Regions from separate parts of the Mus musculus genome. Here region 2 is linked to region 1. The links are chromatin contacts, called in public Micro-C maps. All regions are on one chromosome and are shown on one strand. Each heading gives the region's core, a stretch centred on a gene start, on an enhancer-like site or on the middle of the called end of the contact. The rest is flanking DNA. Distances are from core to core; before and after follow the strand shown.

Region 1 (7,563 bases), core at 683-3,182:
GTGGATGTTAGTTTTCTATATTCATATATGGGTGTTTCGTTTAGAATACCCATAGTGATCAGGACTCAGTAAGGGCCCATGGGGGGGAATCTGGAAAGGAAGTGATTCCCCACCCTTGTAGTCTGTCACAGAACTGTACCTTATGGTGTCCCAGAACACGAGCATTAGGAAGAACAGAGACTTGTGTGGTCTCTGCTCACAGAGTGACCACAATTTCTTCAATGGAAAGTAAACATGACCTGGTGATTTGGGGTGGGAAGCCTGGCTCTCCATTCTTGAGAAGACTGAAGCTTTGAAGGAAAGAATTAACATAGTTCTCTGTAGAGAACTCGAGGAACCACCACAAGGAGCTCGTTTTCTTGCCAAAAGTCTAGACAATGTCTTAAGACTCACTGAAAAACCAGAATTAGCAGATAAATTAGACGTGGTTTGGGCAGTGCGAGGTGGTTCTGTTTACAAGGGAGTGATGAATCAGCCCGGTCACCTCAGATTGTGGCAAGATCATACAGGAATCTGAAAGTAACACCCCCACCCCCCAGAAATTTATTTTGGGAGATATAAACCTCTCCCACGATACCCAGGTGACCTCTTTGAGGTCTAAAAGGAAAAGGGCCTTGAGTATAAATTTGAAGTCTATAAAAAGAACTAATGAAAGAAGTCCTGGGCTTCAAGTTGTTCTGTTTCCCTTCATGTGAGTAACGTTTTTTGTATGTTTTTTGTTTTTTTACTTTTTACAAGACATGGGACTTGTGTTGGCTTTAGATCTGCGAGTAAGTATTTCTTTAAGGAATGGATAGTTGGACACGTTTGTTTAATGGCACTGGAGATGGAACCTGGGGCCCCGGTGCATGCTGGGAAAATACTGTACTGGTGAGCCACCCATCCCAGCGTACTTCTGCATAATTCTAAATAATATCCTTTCGTTTCCCGTTGATCTAACTAGGTTATATTAAATATGCTTTAATAAATAAATAACCCTTTGACTCATTTGGAGTTGCTACTTTTTCTCTGTCGGGGAGGGATTCCTGTTTCCTCTTCCTCCGCCATCACACGTCGCCCTCCTAAATAATGTCCCTTTCATCCTACCCTGAACTTGGCCTGGCCCTGCTTAGACATCACAACAGCTGCCAGCAGCACAGACTTCAGGAAAGGCAGCAGCCTCTGCCTCCCAGACCTACCAGAATCCACCCCCAACCCCCGTGAATCTGAGCTGTCTGAGATGAAATGAGTTTGGGGTAATTACAAGGAACCAGTGAATGCGATCCAGCGGTGGGGACCCCCAAAGGTAGTTGCCTTGTCCGCTTAAAATTCTTGAAAGCACCGAGAAGAGTCGCTTGGAAAGGGAGAGAAATGGCCTTTAAAAGGTGATGTCAGGGCTTCACCATGTGTTCTTGGCTGGTCAGACTCAGGGTTAGGATTTGGAGGCGCTGTGGGAGTATCCGTTCACTACTCTCTCCTAATCCTCTCAAATCGCCCGGCTCTACAGCTGTTGGTGCACCAGATAAACTATTTGTTCAATTATTCTTGGCCGGGATGGGGCGGCTGACCTCAAAGGCTATGAGCTTCATAATTCCGGCTACTTCAATCAGCCAGGCCCTCCCCGGGCTGCCCACGGGAGACAGGGCCTGTTTGAAGCCAGGGCACTGGGTTCGTCTTCTTTCCACCCTTTTCATCTCCACGCAGACGGCGGGGCGCGGGCACCTCCCGGTGGACGCCGGCAAGGAACAGCATCAGCCGCGGGCCCCGTGCCAATGCACAGAATCAAGGCGATAAAATAATTACAAATGAAAGGGAGATTAGTGAGCACTGTGGAGACAAATGCTTCCAAAATGGTTCTAGAAATCTCCTCGGCGTGTTCTCAAAGGAGACTTCGCTGCAGCTGCCATCTCCATGGTGATCAGGCAGCAGATGCTGGGCCAGGATCACTCTGGACACTTGTCAGAGCCACCCAACACCAGCCCGGGAGGGAGACGTAGGCCAGTCACCTTGGCATCGCAGAAATGCACTGGCCGTAAGCACGAATTTATTTTCCCATTTTTAGTGCCCCTCCCTCTCTCTTGGCCTCTGCAGAGTCCCCCTAATAAGTGGGTGACAGCTGCCGAGAGACTGGTCCTGTCTGGCAGTTGTTCTAAGAAATACTCCAGGGGAGTTGAAGCCTAGTGTGGCTAAAACGTCCTTTGCAGCCAAGATGTCCTCTTGCCAGTCTGTTAATTTTTCCTCAAAACTTTATTTTGATGTCTTGTGAGACTGAGTCGGTATCGAGCAACGCTTTGGGATGAACTCTTCTTTCTGGCCCGCTGTCTCCATTACCTTCCTCAGATCTCCTCTGATAAAGGAAATCTAAGCCACAAGCCATTGGCAGTTGTCAAATCGTGAGTCACCACAAGCTACCAAGCCACACGCTGTAGCATGAACTCTAAAACAGGTAAGAAGGCCTCTCTACCTAATGGGACAGAAAGCCTAAAATGAGGCCGTGCATGGTCTATAGGATATATTTTCCGGAGCTGGCAGCCAGGTACCTCAGCAGTAGCACAAGCTAGGGATGGGAACATATTTAGAATTAGCAAGTCTAACTATGCAACACGCGGCCCAGATTGAAATAGTTAATTTGTTGGAAAGAGGAATGCTGAGAAGCCCCAACACAAAATTCCAAAATATCAAATGCTCTATAATCCAAACCCCAAACATTACCATGATGCCCCATGTGGAAAACCCTATACCCGACCTCGTGTTCTTATCAGGAAAGTCCAGGATCCACATGCAAAGAATGCTTAAAATTGTGTGAACTCTGCTGACACAGCGATATTACAGAAATACAGAGGAGCAGATACTGAAAATGAACAGAAAATCTGCATTCTACCATACTGCACTCAAGCAGCTCAGAGTCTAGCTGAGGGGTGTTGAAAGAACACGACCAGGGGTACTGCAGAGACTTCAACAAAAAATAAATTAATTAATTAATTAAAAGAGGCAGGAACACCAAGTGTCCGGGTGGTTTCCACTGAGATTGAACGTGCCTGAGTGCACTTTTGCAAAGAAAGCTTCAAAGTTCTCCTGCAAGTTTCAAATGAATCTGAATCAAAACTGAAAGAGCAACAGGCTTAAAGTGAGAAAAGGACACGGAGAGCCGGAAGACATGCACAGGCTGGCTGACTGACCACGTCCAAACACAGCTCCGAGCATGCTGGCTCCCCGGGGAGCCTGAGGGCTGCCAAGGTCTGAGGCTTTGTCTCTGGGTTAGCGACTTTCTCCAACTTCCTTTAAAAGTAGCCAACTTTCAGATAGAATTATACACAGAATCCCTATAGCCAAATCTCAATCAAAATGAACATGGTCTGAGTAGAGCAGGTTGGTTCAATGTTATCTTTCCTTAAGAACAGCAGCTTCAACATCCTACAGTGGGTTGGAAGTCTCCTGTCGGCCGAGCTTAAATTCTCTGCCTAGGCATTTGTGAGCCTGTGGTGGCAGTGGGTTTCCTCAATTTTATATCCTCCCCGGTAAGATCATGAGTGAGACACGCCTACCTGCCCACCCCTGCTTCAGGTGCTGTTGGGTAGCTGTTTCCTCCGGGAAGGGCTTGACCGTGGCCTTCCTGAATCCGAGCAGCTTGGATGACCTGCGTAAGTCTCTCAGGATCAGAGTCAGGGCTCCAAAGCCTTCACAAAATCCCCACATATTCCTTCCTTCTCCTAGGTTACAAAGAGGCAGACAATCACTATGGTTGAACTCTCCAGTAGTGTAGCTTCCCAGACATCACCCAGGAGGACTCCTTAGTTGTATAGCTAGCTACCCATATGTCACACAGGAGACTCTTCAGTGGTGGATACCCATACATTGCTCACAGCACTTCTTGTGGTATGGAGGCTTTGAGACACTCATCCTCTTTAAAGTTATTCCAATAACTCATTGGTTTACTAAGCTGTGCTTTCTTTAGTCTGTTCTTTCTTTAGTCTGTCAGTACTCTCCTATCTAGGGCAAATAGATATTTCTTTATACCCCCCTAGGAAAGTCATGGGACAGATATCATCCTTGGCTCCTGTCTCTCCATCAGTTTCTCACTGAAATCACGCACTTGCTTGGCCCTTTCAAAGCCCGCTAACTCGGAACTGCAAAGTACAAGGTCCTATCCCAGGAAACTTCTCTAAGCCATCAAGTATGAGCCCACAGAGCCTCTGCCCTGGTTCCATACTGTACCAGTGAGGCCAAAACCTATAAAAGGCATCTAAATTCACTCCACTTTGCTTGAGCCCACTTCAAAGCTAAAGGCAGAGCCAAGAGAAGAAAATTCCAGGGCTGTGTGTTTATGGCAGTGGGGTGCATACCCTGGAGCAGTTTCTCCCAAGATTGAAACACTCAGTCTAAAGGGAAGTTCTTCAAGACAAAAGGTTAACATCTCAAAACAGCTTCAGGAAGTCCCTGAAACTGACCAGATTCACTACCCCAACCAGATATGTAAACAGTAGAGATTATTGAGAGTCACTCTCGGCCAATCCCAGACCCATCTGGAGAAGCAGAGACCAGCCCAACTTTCGAGAAGAAACCAAGATCAGAGTGTCTTCCTGGAAGAGGCTCGGCCAGCTGAGGCACCTGGAAAGAGCCCTCTCCAACCTGTTGAGCTGCCTGTAAAGTCCTCAGTGTGCTCCAGGGTCCCAGCTGTGTGAGTTGTCACCCATGCTGGGGTGGGCCTTGGCGATGCAGCTGTCTGAATCATTTCTGCTCCTTGTAAGTAAGCCCTCGCCCATACTTTTCTACGTGACCCCAATAAAACTCATTGGTTGACCAAGCTGGACTTCAGTACCTCGGTCTGTCACGAGCTCCCTATTTAGGTAAGTAAATGTATGTGTTGGGTATCCCCAGGGGAAGTCCCATACAACAATATACAACAGTGGTGTGTCTTCTGAAGTACCAATCCTCTCTCTCTGAGGTCTGGAGACAAGTGTCTATTTGCTATCAGGCTGGCATATGTATAGTGCCTTGTACTTCATAGACTTCTGAGGAGAGGCAAGACCAGCTCCGGGGAATGGAGTTTAACCTCACTCAAGTCCTCTGCAGCTATGGGACAGAAGAGGCATTGCAGACTTGGGGAAGGGGAAGCCATCCTACATTTGCTCTGGCAAGAGTTACTCAGTAGAATGAGACAGCCCCTGACCCTTGGCCTCTTTGCTTGCAGTTAAAAGGGTAGTGATGGCCTAAGCTCACACAGGATCTACCTATGAGACACACCCTGGAGCTCAGTGGTAGAAGCTGTGCTTGCCATATTGACACAGAAGTAAAAGCGGGCCAGGGTGGAAAAGTCGTAAATCTGTCCTCCACATCCCGCCTCCTTTTGGTGGCACATCAAGTTCTGACTTTTTCTCGGTACCTTCCTTCTCTAGCTGGCCGCTGCCCGCCATGCTCTAAGGTGCTGACGTAGCATCCCATGCTGCCCCAGTCTACCTTCTTCTTTAGCTTAAGCATTTGGCCTCTGGCTCCACATCTTATCACAAATCCTTGAGAACAGAGACCATACCTCATCTTGGTCAGTATCTCCCTGGGTATCACTGTGACAGCAGTAGATCTCCATGCTCTTAAGATAAATAGAAACTGTATCAAAGGCTGGGAGAGGAGAAGCAGAGGTGACCAGCAACTCCCTGATGGCTGAGCTCTTGCCTAAAACTGCCAAGTGCTGTTGGAAGCACCCGAGCCACTTATCTCATTTCACAACCATCTCTTGAGGTGACCTGTGTTACAAAAGAGGTGATTTAACTGCGGGCATAAAGTGAACTTCTTAATGTCATGCCTCAGCCAAAAGTCAAGGCCAGGATTTGAACCCAGTAAACTTCCAGCCCATGCTCTGCCATGTGTCCGACTGCTGCAGAGGGAAAGCTGTCCCTTGTGAGTAAAAAGTAATGGGGACAAAAAATCTCAGGGGAAGAACACGGACACTTACTTTCAAAAAGAAAGACACTCTACCCAAGTCTGTTCTCATGGCCCAGCCACCATGAGGACAGTCTGCCTGCCACTGAGCTCAGCTCTGTGTCCCCCACCCCACCCACCCCCGTTACTGACAAGTTAGTACAAGTTTTCCTCTGCCACTGCATGAATTGGAAAAAGGTGTGAGACAGATAGGAAGTGTGCATGTGCCCATGGAGTATATCCCCAGACCAGAAAGCCTGAGCTTTCGAATTGCTTGTTGGGGTGGACCTCCAGGCAAGCTGTGAACCCACTTGACAAGAGAACTCTCTGTGACCTAGGCAAGCTAAGCACCCCACGTTAAGTATCCCGCTGTCTGTGTCCCTTCTCACTGAAAGCTTGTTTTGACATTTTTTGCAGCGCTAACTTAAAAGAAGATATTTGAGGTACCAGAATCTCAGACCTACAAATGCAACCGAAGTCACCCGAATCCACCACTCTGCAAGAATCAACCTGTTGGTAGGTGTGGTGGGATGTGTCTATAACCCCAGCACTGGGGAAGGTAATGCAGGGGGGTCATGAGTTCAAGACAAGCCTGGACCATATGACTAAACCCTGCCTCCAGACGAAGAAGGCAGACAAAAATAGTAAGAGGGAAAAAGAAGGATGGGACGAAGAGTGTTTGAAACACACAACGCCAGTAGAACTTCTGGTAGGGAAAGGAGGGATGGTTTTATTAAATAGCAACCGTGTGTGTGCATGTGTGTGTGTGTGTGTGTGTGTGTGTGTGTGTGTGTGTAAAACAGAAAGGAGTCAAACCAATTGCTTTATTCTAATAAGATGTCAATACAGCTCAAAAATATGAAATGATGTGCGTTTTTATCCTCCCTCCACCCCACTCAGCAAATACCCGTGGAGTGAGGTGTGTCTGCTGTGGGCTAGGTTTTGCTCTTCAGTTGTGTACTAAAGACAAATGTTAAGGTGAGCGAGCCTTGGGGAAAAGAGAATTTGTAGGCAGATCTAGCCAGATGACAGAAGAATAAGTGCATACAGTATAAGTTTCAGATGCATGGGACAGATGTGACTTTGAAGTGAAGGTATATATCCATATCCACTCTGTAGCAGAATAGTATAGTATAGTACAGTACAGTAAGGTATTCTCAACAAACTTACAGGGTTGGCTTTCCTGCCCACACTCCATGACTGAGAAGCAGCCCCAGTGAGCACTGAAGCTACCTGCCAGTACTCTGTTCTTCTGGCTCTATAGCCCAGGATGTTGTCAGGGTCCACACATGCTTCAAAAGGTGTCAGAGAGCGAGTCTGTGACTATTGCGTTTTCCTCCTTCCTGCCCTTCTTCAATCTCTCTACAAAAGGGGCAGAGACCTGGACAGGTATATTCTGGAAAGAAATCCTATCACGCGTGACACGTCTGCTATACGATGTGATTTAGCCATGGAGGACAGTGGCTATGGGACTCGGTTTATGGAAGGTGTCTCTGGCTGTCCATCATGTGAAAGCAGAAAATAAAATCGTGGCCACTGGAGCCTTTGGAAAACGGAAGTGGGGACTTACCAACAAGTGTAAGGTTGTATACAGTTACAGAAGATGGGTAAGGGCTGGATATCTGTCCACCTGTAATGCCTAAGGTTTTAAGATATGGTCCTGTGCAC
Region 2 (7,663 bases), core at 4,734-7,233, 90 kb before region 1:
TTTAAAGGTTATTCCCTCCACCCCATGTTTGGCAGCTAAGCCCTGTCACCACCAGTCCTCTGCTATGTTCTCTCTACCATGTTCTAACACACAATTTCTGCTAAAATCAGAAAAACGAATTCCATCACGAGGCCAGACACCACAGTCTCTAGCCTGTGGCCTGCAGCCACAACACATTTTCAATAGATTTTGCACTTTTCCGAGCAATGTCATTTTTATACCTTACCAAAGGGCTATCCTCTGGGACTTCTCTGGGATGACTGAGTTGCTTGTGTCAGTCCTATTCCACCTCTTGTCCCAGACCTTAGGGTGTTTTCTATGTGATTGATTACAGGTATCTGACATTTGAGTAGGATCTATGATTTACAGCCTGTCTGAAATGCGTAACTCCGGGCACATACCAGGCCTACAAATTCAGAATCTGCATTTATAACAAGATCAACAGGTGGTTCTTCTACATAGTAAATTTTGAGAAACTCTGTTAGACTATTGTCAAGACCAGCCTTCTGGCAAATACTGTTTCTGGTATCTCAGTCAATATATATTGAATTTAGTAGGCCAGCTGACTGCTCCAGTGACAATAAATTCAGCCCAATTTAATCTATCTTCCTAGATCCCATAGCCTCAGACTTTATTCCTGTCCATTCTTCTTAGAAGAAAACATGCAAAACCAACCCAGCAGAGAGAAGCTGGGGTACAGTCTATTCTATGTTCTCCATCCCTTTCCCTTCCTGCTTCATGGGCTTTACTTTTGTTGTTGTTATTGTCTTGTTGTTGTTAGTTTTGTTTGTTTTTCAAACAACTCACTGAGACCAGTTAATGCTTCCAATTATATGCATGATATAAGGCTATCTACTGAACCCACATCCTTGAGTAAAACCAGCCCTCTCCCTCCCAGCTACTATCAATTGCTGATAGCTCATCGGCTGGGGTGGGCACTTCGTGAGCCCCTCCCCAGTCCATGCTGGGGTTTGGTGGCTTGATGTTGTGCAGGTCTCGTGTATGCAGTCACCGCAGCTTGAGTTCATAGGCACAACAGCCCTGTTGTGCCATGATCTACTAACTCTTTCTTAGTCTTCCCACCTCCTCTTCTGAGTTGATCCCTGCACCTGGGAGGATATAGTGTAACATAGATGTCCCATTTAGGGACATCTTCATGCTCCACAATCTCTTGTTCTCTGCATTTGTTGACCATTTATAGGTCTCTGCATTAATTACAATGTACTATAAAAAGAAGCCACTCCAGACAGAGTGGCTAAGATCCGAAACAACAAATGAGGGCGTGGATGTAGAGAAAGGAAAACACTCAGGTTCACTGCAAACTGGTGCAGGCCCTGTGGAAATCAATGGGCTGGTTCCTTAAAAACACAGAGATGTAATCCAGATATACCTCTCCAGGGCATGGACCAAGCAACTCTATATCTTATTACAGAAATATTTGCTCAGCCCTGTTCACTGCTGCCCTGTTCATAATAACCAGGAAATAGAAGCAGCCTAGATGTCCATCACGTGATGAATGCTAATGAAATATACATATACACAACAGACTTTTTAAAAAATGTTTGTATTTACTTATAATAACTTGATAGGACTTTGTTACATAAGCAATTCAAAATTACAAAATTCGTAGTTGTATATGATTTGAAATAATTTGTTATATGTGTAAGTCTGCAACCCGTTAACTTGGAGCAATATGAATTGCCAGTTTTCCAAAACCATTAGTGTCGAATGCTAGTTATATCTTTGCTCATGACTTTGCTTCATTCTTCAGGCTGCCAATGGCTCTCTCTAAATTTGTTACTGCACATCATTCATGGTGACCTCAAGTACAAGTTTACCCATGGTATCCTAGGTATGGGTTTTCCTATCATGTTAAATTTACCACTCAGAATTCAATAGCTTAAAAGTAAGATAGCATTTCTTTCCATCATGCACTGAACTTCTTAGACCTTCCTAACTGCAGTCTGAACTGGTGCCTCCCTGCAGTGTTAGGTGCATCCCTGCCCTTCATACAGTATCAGCAGAAAGAGAAAGGGGAAAAAGTCTACAGGAAGAGATGATGTCCCATTTGTCATTGGCAATCTCACCCTCAGTGAGCCTGGTTTAAGACTGACCCGATGCAACAGGAGGATACCCTAGATGAGTCCCTGAGAGGATCCAGTATTGACAATGTAGCAGAAACCAGAGGCTCCCAACTAGGGTAATGGCTCATTGCAGTGAACACTTGCAAGTACCGAAGTGTGGACAAAGGAGTATCCTATGGAACACACTGTGACACACTACAGATTCCAGTGAGGATTTTTTTCTTTTGCAAGGGGAGAGAATGGATACTAAGGGGTGGGGAGATGAGTGGAATTAGGGTGCATGATGTGAAACCCACAAAGAATAAAAGGTCGAGTGAGTGAATGAATAAATAAATAAAAGACTGGCCTGTTGAGCACATGACACCTCCATGCAGACACCTTTTTACCTCCGTATGGTCACAGCGAGCTCAGCTTAACTTCCAGTTCTTCACTGTACCAGCTCCATGGTGCACACGTCATCCTGGATGCATTCAGCTGCAGTGCTGTGGCTTTGGCAGATTTTGTTCCTTTGCGTTGCCTCAAGACTTCCTGGTTTAGTCTTCTGTTTTTGAATCTTCATAGCAATACATTTTATCTAGAATTTCTAGGAATTTTCACTGGTAGACCTGCCTTGCTGTTTCAGTCTGCCCACTGCCAGGAAGCAGAAGGAAGAACTTGTTCATTGTATGTTTCAGGTAAAAAAACAAACAAACAAACAAACAAAAAACAAAAACAAAAAACGAACTGCATTCATGCCTATTTATCTCTCCAATGTGCCTGTTAGGATCAATCAGTTCCTGTCTGTAAGAAACAGGAAGTGGAGTTGGAGAGATGGTCATTGTTAAAAGTTTAACTCAAGGGCTGGAGAGATGCTTCAGAGGTTAAAAGCATTGTCTGCTCAGAATCCAGAGGTCCTGAGTTCAATTCCAAGCAACCACATGGTGGCTTGCAACCTTTTATAATGTGATCTGATGCCCTCTTCTGGCAGGCGGGTGTACATGAAGATAGAGCACTCAGAAATAAAATAAACAAACCTTACCCCCCCCCCCAAAAAAAAAGTGTAATTCAGTTTGTCAGAGACCAGGAAAGTGCAGGAAAGCGATCGTTTAAACTTGACCAAGACATCGGGACCAGTGAGTTGGGAAATGGGGTGTACTAGTGCTCACAGGAGGGATGGCCAACATTTACAGAGAAGCGCACATGTTTTTCTAAGCTCATCTTAAAATACAATTGAATTGTTCTAATGAGACAAGAACTAGCTTAATAATGAACACAGAGACACGGCTTACTCAAGGGAATTTAAAGACTTCAAGATAAAAGTAAAGGCAGGGATTCTGAGCTGCAGAGATGAATAAAACTGAAATCTAGAGAAACTGCAAACAGAAGAGACAGCTATGAGCTAGTCAGTCTTTGCTTAGGGCTATTACCATGGTGTGAAAGGTATTCTGTGTCCCTGTCTGCCGGTAATAAGTCATTCTTGCAAGTGAAGCAAATATCAGTAATTCTGTATAGAGTATACATTATACAAATCCCAAGAGTGCTTGCCAAGAAAGAATGAGTTTTGGAAGCAAACTGAACCCCCAAATGGGCAATGTTGTCACACATTCACTTGCAATGTGTGCCAACGACCTTGTTAGAAGATCTGAACATTATGTTCTTGAGTATTGCCCAATATTTGTTGGCATTTTCTAGTATCTAAATCTAATTAGGCACTGGGCTCATTTGCAAATAATATGATGGAAGAATACAACATTCTAGAAAAAAAAACAACAGAAAATTATCTAAAATGTGAATTAATCAAAGTAACATCTACTTCCCTAGCCAGATGAGCAAGAAGGCAAACAGACAAAATCATTTCATTGATAAAAAAGGAAATGAGCTAATTGAAAAGAATACATTCCCTAAAATCCAACTCAAAGATGATTTTGAACACACCTTCGCCCAACCAATTCAACTAATACCAAGACATGAAAGAGACTTTTCTATAACTAAATTGGTTGATCCCTCCCAAAAATCAAATCTCTTCAACAATGGCATTCATGCATATATAATATTAAATTTTTATTTATTACTTATTCACTTTACATCTCAATTTCTTTATAAATTTTATTTTGAATGCTCTTCTCATATTAAATACTTGTAATATTTTCTTTTTAATGAAAGTCTTGAGGCAAAGTCTCACAATGTTGCCCAAACTTTGTTCAACTTGCAGTCTCATACAATGCTTTTGCCTCAGCCTCCTGAGTATCTGGAACTACAGACAACACAAGGTGCACACTGCAGCTTATTTCCCCATTTGAAAATTAGTTTTATTTGCCATCTTCTGTGAGGTAGTGTTTCATTCTAATGCTCTCTTTTTATAAAATTAGATTTCAGGTAAAGACCATTACATCGTTGTCAGAATATATATAGAGAGAAAAATATATAGTTGAAATGTATAGTTTTACCACAGTATTTTGATTTAATTTAAATAGTAATGGCTAAGCATTTGCTATTATATCTCTCTTGTTCTGTGGGGAAACCCCAATTTTCAGTAGAGCCCTCTTGAAAAATAATTATTTGCTGTTTATGACTATGACCAACAATTATGATTGAGATGCATGTAAATAAAACGCTATGGAAATATTGAGTTTGGGAGTCTAGAGTCTTGCTTTTTCCATCATGAGAGTCATCGGTATCTGTCAGGAGTTTGGAAGCACTACTGTGGTCTGTGACACCATCTGCTGTGAAAGAATGTCAAAGAAAGAAGAGCTTAGAGAGGCTTTTGGAAGACGGTATTATCAGGATGGAGCGGCTGATTAGATGTAAATACTAGGAAAGAAAGAAGAATCTAGAATGCTTCTTGCATGTGGAGCTGTGGGGTTGGTTGAGAAAGGTTGTAGAGGGGATGACACACTGCGCAGCCTCACTGAGTGGAGCTGCTGAGAACACAGGAAGCACTAGGAACCCAAGGAGCAAGCTGAGCAAGCTCCTCACGTGTCCGGAGCTGGCAGAGGGCTTTGCTCTGGGAAAGGAGGGCTAAGGCAAACCAGCAAACATGAGAGTTACAACCATGGGCATGTCTGCCATTCCAACTATTTGAGACTTGTTTAATCTCCAATATAACAGAAGAAGTAAGTTGGAAGGAATACAGAATGGTTGTTTTACAGCTTTCTCAGCCTTACCCATTACCTTAGTCATTTGGCAAACAATATGTGACAGCTGGTTGTGGCTTTTGGCCTTAGAGGTACCAGAGTGACACATTTATATTCTGGAAAATGGAAAGGAGAAATGCCATTTTTAAAGGTTTTTACTTTATTATTATTATTATTATTATTATTATTATTATTATTAATGGGTATGGCTGTTCTGGCTCCATGTATGTCTGTACACCACATGTGTGCCTGGTGCCTGCAGACACCAGAAGAGGGCATCGGATTCCCTGGAACTGGGGTAACAAATGGTTGTGGATTGCCATGTGGGTGTCAGTAACTGCACCCCGGGGATCTCTGACAGAGCGTTAGTACCCTTAGCCACTGGGCCAGCTCGCCAGCTCGATCATTTGGTTTTTAAAATTTAAACCAATATTTCAGTGAGAAGTCAGTACTAGTTATTTTTCTTTTCCTCTGTTTTCTTCCATCACAACTTACATAAATGCAGAGGGAGTGTCTGTGGAAATAAGTTTAATCATCCAGGGAAATAACACGGCACGGAAAAGACATCGGTCAACAAACTGCTTTGTCAGTACAAAGCAGAGAACCTCTGCGGTACAGGGACCTCATTTAGTTTATGTTTTAAGTGTTGGACGTCAGAGGCCATATTCTGATGTATTCATCATAGCGTCAAGGCCAAAAACTGCAGAATCAGATGCATGGACGTTTGCCTCTTGATCCTCCTCCTTCGCAGCTCTGTGACCTTGGGTGAGCCGTGTAATCCATCTAAGCTTCGGTTTCCGCAAGCAAAAGATGAGTCACCTTCGACTTCTCCCATCGCCTGACCTCCTCCAGCAACACACTAGGCTGGCTGGCTTTCTTTCTTTCTTTCTTTCTTTCTTTCTCTCTTTCTCTCTTTCTCTCTTTCTCTCTTTCTTTCTTCTTTTTTTAAGTTCTTAAGTCTTCTGCATCGAAGTACATGGGAGTGTGGCCATTGCTTATGCAGACTACTCTGAGAGCCTCCCCACAATTATCACCTTGAAATCTGTTCTTTGACCTTATTCAGCCAAGCAGCTTGAAATCTCAACCAGATTACATTTCTCTGCTGTTTAAATGGCTACAGGATCTTCTGCAAAGCCATCAGAGTTCACTGTGACTACTGCCCCATAGAGGAGATGAATCTCTGGGCCTTCTCTGGCTCTGGGTCTCCTTCCGGGGTGAGGACATCTTCCTTCTCTTCTGCTCCATGCACTCTGACTGCCTCTTTCCAGCTTTTATCTCTGAGCTTTCTCAAGAAGCTGCCTCATCCCTGGGTTTCTGTTACCAAATTCTGGGTAAGGTATTCTTTGTAGGTGCTCATATAAGAGTGTACCTCCATGATTCCGATGTACCTCACTCCTGGTTAAATCTGTCTGCTTCCTCGTCGTTTCTCTAACTGGACGTTTAGGCACCTTAGGAGCAGTCACCAAGTCCACTCTGTTCATGTCTGCATCCTTCATGTTAACATAGTACTGAGGAGACAGTAAGTGCTCACAAAATGTGCTCATGGACAAACTTCCATGTACAGGAATCAAGCTTGTGCTAGCCTGGGCTCCCACACTTGGTGTCTCAAGCAGACTTTGCTTTCAGCTTAACGTACCAAGTACGTGATCATATGTAAGTAAATTCGAATTTATACCACAGAGTGCTAGAATATAAATCCTATATATTTTCTAACTATAGTCCCTAGATAAAGCAATATCTTATGCCAAATTATGCAATAACATCATGGTACTTGTTTATGTAAACACAATAAATATTAACTATAAACTCATCTATGTAATAACTATACCTGCCCAGAACATATATGTGTATTAGATAGCTTTGCCTATTTAATATCTTACTTACATAAGCATAGATAGTTACGCACTTAATTGTTTTATAGTTAAATAATTGATATATTTTTAAAGGAGGTGAGTTATTTATTGACCATGGCCAGGGAACATAGATTCATTATCCCACACTCCATGTTCCAGCATAATAACAGTTTCATAAAACCCTTAATAGTGTCTGAACAAAGAAAATCATAAATCATTACTCTTTTCAAATCCATTGGTGAAAACATCAGGTAGGCAGATTACAACAGAATGGAGAAATCTCAGCTCTAGGCCACGGACGCTATCTGATGGCATTCGTCGCCTTCTGGTTGGTGGAGGCTCATGATCTGTTTATACATTCCAGAGGATTTACCCAATAGCCACAGAGATATTGGGTCACATACAGATGTGAGTAATAGATGGTTATTAAAGGGTCAAGATAATTTGCAATTAGGTCCTGGACCTGCAACATTCCAACCTCCCCACACTCAAAGTCCTAATGGCCTGTGGCCAAGCAGGTATGGCTTCTCTCCGGAGGGCTTCAGCCACAGTTCTTCCTGTTGGATGAACATCACATTTTGTCTACAGGGGGGAATTTATACCCTTTATTCTT

What was found. Hi-C and Micro-C count contacts between places; a contact is called where the count stands out from the background.
Region 2: a Micro-C map of muscle stem cells shows a contact between it and region 1, with 5 times the contacts expected there. The contact joins two enhancer-like sites. A contact is called at or near these places in 13 of 484 Hi-C or Micro-C datasets (the HL-1 cell line, cortical neurons, embryonic stem cells and 2 more) and 1 of 9 other capture datasets (embryonic stem cells).

The regions. Positions count from the first base shown.
Region 1 is chr9:31,560,815-31,568,377 of GRCm38.p6, reverse strand. Gm31408 (a long non-coding RNA gene) reads right to left here. Exons shown (of 4, transcript XR_379214.3): 2 at 3,525-3,689. It also overlaps the pseudogene Gm18226. Among named protein-coding and RNA genes, the nearest start is that of Gm31408, 4.9 kb to the right of the region's middle. Within about 2 kb of position 1,932, at least 11 of the 459 cell types and tissues checked have an H3K27ac peak or open chromatin away from gene starts, as enhancers often do. A contact at or near this core is called in muscle stem cells, where this site is marked.
Region 2 is chr9:31,655,186-31,662,848 of GRCm38.p6, reverse strand. No RefSeq gene overlaps it. Among named protein-coding and RNA genes, the nearest start is that of Gm31408, 99 kb to the right of the region's middle. Within about 2 kb of position 5,983, at least 15 of the 459 cell types and tissues checked have an H3K27ac peak or open chromatin away from gene starts, as enhancers often do. A contact at or near this core is called in muscle stem cells, where this site is marked.